Linked DNA regions of Arachis hypogaea: region 2 is linked to region 1. A link is a contact called in public Hi-C data. All regions are on one chromosome and are shown on one strand. The core of a region is the stretch at or near the end of the contact, and the rest is flanking DNA. Distances in the headings are between cores, read along the strand shown. Region 1 holds the start of LOC112733441 (transcription factor ICE1). Region 2 holds the start of LOC112733450 (mitochondrial inner membrane protein OXA1).

Region 1 (3,985 bases), core at 1,148-3,647:
AATCAATGAAGAATTAGCTTTTCCAAATCCAAGTATTCCATCAAGTGCTTCTTCATTTGATGAACTTAGATCTACAGACTATCTAGCACCACACCTTAAAAAAAATTCAAACTTTCATGTTAAATTGGAAGAAAGAAAAATAAAAAACAGAGGACATATTTAAGTATATCAAGTTAATTTATCATACATAATTACCTATGAACACAATTACCTGCCTCACAAGGCTTCATAGAGAAAGATTTACCTTTGCAAGTTGGTGTTGGGGCATGGCAAGACACCAGGATACAGTTCCTCCTTCCCCTGGCATGGAAGGGTTTGCGGCGTGGGTGTTAAAGTTTGAAGGATGGTGGTGGAAGATTGCAGCGAAGAACCAGGTGGAGTTGACTCCAGTTCATTGTGAAGATCATTAATCTGCTGCAGTAACTCCCTCAAGCAGTTGATTGCATCCCCAAGTATCGAAGCCCTATCCATCTATGAACAATGAAATACATTAGAATGTATAATCCCTAAATCCTTAACACATCAAAAAAATGCATTAACTAATTAACACCATAATCTGAGGTAGAACTTGTCATGAACATCTATGTGATCAGTAATTCAAGAAGACACCAAAGCATCAATATCAGCCAATTGATATAACACTTAAACAAATCAACAATTATAACTACTGTTCTCACTCAATAGTCCAAATATCAAAAAGCTTCACAAATCACAAACCTTGCTAATCTTTGGCACAATAGACCTAAACATGTACAACCTATCATTAAGCTTCTTCCTGTGCCACCTCTCGGCCATGAGATTCTTCACCGGCATCCCTTTCTTCTTCCCTTTCTGATCTCCACCATTGACACCGCCACTCAAGCTCAAATTCCCATTCCCTCTGCCGCTATGATTCCCACTCTCTTCCACCACCATAGCCTTACTACCACTCTCAACATTCTCATCAGAATCATAATTCCACACTGGCAATTGGTCCAAGAATCGCTTTATGACTTATTGCATACCCACATGCATCATTAGAAATCAACACCCCACCATACATTTAACACATACCTGAGAAGATCAACTAGAGTTAGGCAAAAACCAGCACACTTGCAAGATTTTTAGTGTTTACAAACCAGCACCTCATACCGTGCAAGATATCCCATTTCAAATTATATAAGTTACCAAAATTTGTCATAGTCACATAAAACACTTGCTTTATCGATAACTAAGCTCATATAAGACCAAATAAAAAGCACACACGTATCTATTGTGATAAAAAAAATTTATAGGATGACGGTATAGTAGCCAAGACTCCAATCTACAAACTATCATATTCATACCTCTTATATGAATCTCTTCAATAACCTATATAAATCAAGTGTGGAACATGGTGAATTATTCATCTCATCACCGCTTCCTTTTGTTTCTATCTCCATGGTTATTGATATGAATATTTTCATAATTACCTACAAAATAATTTTCTAATTAACAATGGAAATCTTTTAAAAGCATTCACTTACAGATTTTACATCAGAGGCTTTTTTAAAGCAGAACCAATTTGGAGAACTTCATCGTACACTTCCTTATATGTTTTCCAAGCATATGGTCCAAACTATTAACAAGCACAAATAAAATATAAATTATCTTATGTTCTTGCCATGAGAAAATAAGCTATTACAGTGATGTACATTACAAGATGTGCCAGGCCTTTATGAACTCAATGTGTTTAACTCTGTTGGCGGATTCCACGACTGCGATGAATTTCAAAGAAGTTTAGAAAATCGAAGGGAAAAATGATAAAGCCAAAAAAATAAATCAAATTATCAAAATCTAAAACCGATAACACATTGCTGAATTATTGAGCAAATAAAACCCTCAAAATTTTTATTCTTAATCACTGAATGACGAATTCAACCTGTAATAAGTGCATGCGATAAGGATCGAAACTAAGAATAGTAGAATCCAATGTAGGAGAAAAGTTAACTCAGGTAAAACTAAAAATTCATAAGAGATATGGAAAAAGGATGCAATAGAACACAAATTAGGAGCATAAGAATCAGAATTGAAAGAGAATTAAGGAACTTATACCTGATTACTAAAGCGCCGTTGAGATTTCAATCAAAATCAACACAAGCTTGTCCGAGAAAAGGATTCAGAGCGCGATTAAGATTGAGATGAAATCTGGGAAGAGATTTGAGCGATGAAGAACATGAAATGATGGAGATGTGAAAGCGAGAGCGAGATCGAGAAAAAGAAGATTGGTGTGTGGTTATCACTTCTCGGAGAGAATAAGGCACTTAGAGAGTTGTTTGTGTGAGGAAGAGTGGCAAGGCACGGAGAGGAATGATTTCGCATTTTACGGTTTAATTTTTTTTTATTTTTAAAATTTTAGCTTTTTTTAGTGGCAATAGTTAAAATGGCCATTATAATCTATAGTATAAATAGCAAATATATAATTGCTAATAAAAAATGGTTTTGAGAAGAGAATTTACGGCAATAGTACTATTGCCGCTAAAAGTTTGTCGCTAAAAATCTATTTTTTTTGTAGTGACTTCGGGGTTCAAACGGCCAAGGAAGAAAGATTACGTTATCTGAAGACCATCATCGAAACATATGCTTTTTTTTTTTGTATAAGGCTATAAATTAGAAAATATATGTTTGTGTTAAACACTATCAAGTCTCCCTGTTTTGTAAGGCCTTTATTTTGGATGCATATTTTGTCTTGGTATGAAGTTTTTCTGCGGAATCACTTTTAGGAACTTTACTATATTTTGTGGTGACAAACACAATGTTGAAAACTTCATATTAACACTTTATATTACGAAATTTTAGGAACTTTATTATCTTTTTATGTCTCTGGTTTGCCATTTACTTCTTTACATATGACAGTGTGAGTGATGTATAAATATATTTCCTTCACAGGTGTACTCAAAATCCAAGTTGCCATTTATAAGCTCTAGTTTCATATTGTAATAGTTTAACCATGATGCTGGAACAAAAAAACTAACTCCCTAAATCATACCACCATATCACATTCACTGTTTCCTACTTGTACATATATGATATGCAAAGTAAAGCTCCTACTAAGATGACTAACATCAGACTAGTGAACATGAAACATATTAACATTCTAAGTACTCTAACTTCTACTTCTAAATTACCTATTCTCCATGCTAATTTAACCTTCCAATCTTCATAATCAATGTTCAGTTCTTCTTCATTTTCTAGGATTCCCCTTGGACATTCTGCAACATCTATAAGTTTATTTTCTTCGATCCATTTAAAAAAATTACAATGGCTCTCTTTCTAAAAACATTGAATAAAACTGTTAACCCCACATAAAAAGTGAAAGCCAAGATGATGCTATCATTCATACAAAATTAAACTCACCCGATATCTTGGATAAGTATATATGAAACAACCTATCTGAATTCTGTGATGTCCGAGATTTCTTAATTAAAGTTTTTAAACCGCAAAAATAGCTTTCCTCATCGTTTTTCCTTCTTCTTCGCATGAACGAGCTCAAAGTATAGCTACCATGTGAGTGCGACGGCTACCCACCACCGGGACCTCCACTTCCGCTCCCCATCATGACGCCGAAATCAACTTCCTCCTCCCTTAATAGCTGCTGGGTCTGCGACAACGCTCAAGCAAGGCATTCATGTTCGTGAGAGGATGGGAATTAGGGTTTATTTATTTGAGACTTAGCGACTAAATTGATATAATACTCTAAACATATCTCGTCAGCAACACACACACCATGACAGGTGTTACTTGTATTGCCAGCTCACGTTCCAGGTCAGCAGATTTCTAATGGTAGCGTCACGAGGTTAACAAAAGGACGAACGCGATTTAAAAAATTTCATTCAAGGAATATTTTGATTAAAAAAATTATTTGGAGACGAAAACGGAGAACGCGTGATCTTTTAGGGACGATTTTGAGTATTAACTCGATATATAAACTATAAAAATATTACTCATCATATTTGTATAAATCTCA
Region 2 (4,074 bases), core at 1,400-3,899, 180 kb after region 1:
TAACGGGTGAACTAAATCTTAAGAAAATTTATCAATTCAAACTAAAACTTTCGGATACAGTTAGTAGGCAGCAGCAATTGTGGGTCTCTCATCTGCTTGACATGGCTAGATAGATATCAATATAACAGCAAAGCAGAACATCTACCATTATTGCCAATATAAAAAATAATTTGACGACATACAATACAGTTACCTTATATTCCATCTCAGCCCGTATCGCTTCCATGTGCGGCCTCAGCAACTGCAATAGACATGATATAGTAAGCTCAGGCAACCTCTTGATTAGAGTATAGAAAATTCATTACCGATAAAACAACCAGACCAAGCTTGGCAACATCTCTCAATATAACAGAGTGGAGTAGCAACAGAAATAACCCTCCACAATCTTAACTCAGATAAAAGAGAGAAAACAAGCATATTCCTTCCTCAATGCATTTAAATTTTGGCCATTCCAACTAGGACACATGGAGAGAGAGAGAGAGAGAGAGAGAGAGAGAGAGAGAGAGAGAGAGAGAGAGAGAGAGAGATTTCCATTAATCTATTTTTGCAGGAAACAAATATGTACGGATGAATGTATAAGCAGCAACAACATACTGTAAGCTTAGATGTAGCCTTAAGTTGGTAGATTAAGAACGGAACTGTTGCGCTTCGAATCACAAGGGTTGCCAAAGCAATGGCGGCCCACCTGAAAGAAAAAGGGAAATGAAATGGCAACAAATACATGTCAAAATATGGATAATCAAGCCATTGGATAGTCAATTCCCAGAGTAGGTGTCATGTACTACGGTGTAAAGTGCAAGAACAGTTTGGATTAGCGTGGTCTCAAAAACCTAATATATTCAACTAAATGTTGAACAATCATAATAGAAGCCAATTCATATATTTTTTTTGCCATGAATAAAACGCATTCCTACCTAAAATGACGATCTGTAAATCACAATGCAAGAAGAAGCTCTACCATATACACCAGAAAGTGTATTCTTCACCCAGGTAGAAAAATCTTAAAATCATAAGATTGTTTGGGTAAATCAATTACATCAGCAATTATGTGTAGCAAGTTAAACTTAGCAACCAACAAACTAAAAGAATTGACATTTCTAAGTTCAAACCTCTAACTCATGGTAAAACCCAGAAACCTACCAATGGCAACTTTAACAACAAGAGTACCAATTTTATCAGAATGTTCGGAAAGTCAAGGGATCCAATCCATTCAAGAAACTGAATTCGTCGATTCCTTGGTTTGAAACTAAATAAAAAACATGAAATTAAAATTGAAGAGGGAGTCGATTCTTGCAAATAGGGCAAAAGTAAATAAGAAAAATATGGTTCATATTTGCAAACCACACTCAATAAACTTTGGCTTAAAAATAGAAAAATCAAAATAGCATTTCACCCTAACCTTAAGAAAGGAAAAGAAAAAATGACTCAATTCATTTTTGTACACGTTCCTAACAGTATAAATTAAATTCAATTCTTTGATTCACTGGTTACTTTAAACATAGGAATTCAAATCAATTTAATTTTACCTCACCATATGATACCAAATAAGCAGTAAAATATGAACTACTTAGGAATTTGATCTGAATTCAAGAAGCGAGACAAGACAAGTACAAACTCACCAGTTTAACCCGGTATAAGTATGCACAGCATCGATCCCATACTGCAGCAACTTCACAGGCAAATACGAATCAGCAGCAGCAATGGCAACCTCGTTAACAACAGGAGCCTGAGAAGCTATGGTCTCAACGGCCTTGTCAGTAAGTACATCTGCAATGTCGGACATCAACTCAATCTTATCTGATCCATCATTCACAGTCGACATATATCGGCAGAAACTATATCCAGAGCACGGGGAAAGGAATGTGTTGGAAAGCGCTCTAGAAGAGGCACCAAACCCCATTGACCCATTAAGGGAACTCCCGAAGAACCTTGTTTGGACAAAATTACTGATTGCTGCAGAGGATGATTTTTCTTCTGGGCGCTTGTGTTTCCCATCATCGCTGTAGAGTACATAACTGAAAGACGGGTGACACTTCCAGTCTACAAGGTTCCCTCTTTTCAAGAGGCATCGTCTATAAGCCATTGGTATCCTTAGGAAGTTCTATCATGCAGCATCAAATAACCAACAAAATTCCGACAAAAAAAAAGATAGATTCAAAACGTTGAGGCTTTTCATCAAACAGGTTGCAAGCAATCACAAATATACACTGATTAACTATAATGTAACATCCCAAAGAGTGGGAGAAATAATACGCATGAAGAATAGTATAATGGGAATTACTACATGATCACCAATGTTATATACGTATACAAACATACAAGAGCACGAATTATTGATTGGAGGAAATGAGGGAAACGAAGCAGAGAAGAATACGAACCGGCGGCGGACCAACGGTGGCGGAAGAATACGACACCGATGGTGGAACAGCGATCGGAGTTGGGGCAACTGTGGGAGGTGACGGCAGTTAGGGTTGAGAGTTGGTTGGTGTGGAAGTGCCGCCGGGACCTGAAAGCGAGCTAGTGTCGAAGTAAGCTAGCTGAGAAAAGCTGACATTTGTTGCGAAGGGAACAAAACATGAAACAAGGAAACATCCAAACGACGTAGTTTTTTTACACCGCCCTTCAAGAAACCCAAAAATGAATTATGGATGCAAATCATGTCATCTTTTTTCTTTTTTGTCAGTTTTGGGCTGGAATGCAATCTAAACTGATGTCCGTTTCTTTTATATGTAATCCCAATACCTAAAAACATATATGGCCCAAATTAAAAAGACCCAAGATACTGGATGCAAATTTTTAAGAAAATAATAATACCACTTTATAGTTTAGGAAAATTTTAAGTGTATCGGGAACACCGATATTCTAATTGTTTTAACCATTGATCTGAGTTATAAAAAATATATAAAATATATATTAATTGAAATCAACGGTTAAAACAATTGGAACACCGGTGTTCCTGATATACTTGAAACTCTTCGGTTTAGTTTATACATAATTTTTTTAGTCCAGTTACACATCCAAGTAATTTTACAGTTCATCCAAGTCATTTCTTTATGCTGCAGGACTTTGTCGTCTTTTTCTTCTTCTTCTTTCTCCTCCTCCTCCTATTTCTTCTTCTTCTCCTTCTCCTTTTTCTTCATCTTTTTTTCATTTTTATTATCGTCACCACCACATCCATCTCTTCCTCCTCCTATTTCTTTTTTATTTGAATTTATTTAATCTCTTCCTTCTTTTCCTTCTTCTTCCTCCATCATCATTATCGTCATCACCAACAACACCAACATTTTACTAACATCTTTATTGATTCTGATTCTCTATGGTGATCAAATGAACCGAAAATATTATCAAAACGAAATCATTGTATAATACCAAATAAACAGAAAATTGTCCATTATATAAATTCGAATTTAGAAACATTTGTGTCTCAAATGTATCAAAAATTGGCTCAAAACGAAACCATTGTATAATACCAAATCAACCGAAAATTGTCCATTATATAAATTCAAATTCAAATATAACAATAACGACGATATGTATTAGAAGAAGACAATGACGATAACGATGATGATTATAATGATGATGATGATGGCGGAGAATGATAAAAAAAAGGAGGAGACGAAATTCCAATAGGAAGAGGAGGAGGTGGAGGTTTTGTTGTTTGCGGCGAGGAGAAGAAGAAGATGACGTAGCATCTGGAGTGAAGAAGAAGCAGCAGCACAAAGAGGAAAGAAAACAAAAAAAAATGCATAACTCAAATCACTTGGATATAAAATTGCTTGGACGTGAAAAATTAGGAAAAGTCTAGGGACCAACAACTTTGTTAAATTCTGGCCAGCATGTAACCAGTAAAGAAAAGTGGGCCATTGGATAAAATCTCACATCAATCTCACACCATTAAAACCATCATTAATAGCTATTTGATGGCTACAAATCACAAAGTTGCTGCCCCTAACACTCCTCGAAAAATTATTTTAAATTTTTTACTCTTTCACCAATTTTTACTGTAAATAAAAGGAGTTATCAGCTTGTCATAGTTCAACATTTTCTTTATCATATACATACAAGATTGGTTAC

Evidence for each region. A called contact is a pair of places that touch in the nucleus more often than the background predicts.
Region 2: a Hi-C map of leaf shows a contact between it and region 1, with 2.0 times the contacts expected there. The contact joins the promoter of LOC112733450 here to the promoter of LOC112733441 in region 1. A contact is called at or near these places in 6 of 8 Hi-C or Micro-C datasets (leaf and an unstated tissue).

What each region holds. Positions count from the first base shown.
Region 1 is chr13:129,838,787-129,842,771 of arahy.Tifrunner.gnm2.J5K5, forward strand. It overlaps LOC112733441 (transcription factor ICE1), which reads right to left and starts at 2,398. Exons shown (of 9, transcript XM_072212560.1): 1 at 2,074-2,398; 2 at 1,674-1,736; 3 at 718-1,053; 4 at 245-471; 5 at 1-94. The coding sequence starts at 915. The coding sequence ends at 79.
Region 2 is chr13:130,014,291-130,018,364 of arahy.Tifrunner.gnm2.J5K5, forward strand. It overlaps LOC112733450 (mitochondrial inner membrane protein OXA1), which reads right to left and starts at 2,650. Exons shown (of 10, transcript XM_025782398.2): 1 at 2,379-2,650; 2 at 1,620-2,101; 3 at 595-685; 4 at 194-241. The coding sequence starts at 2,083.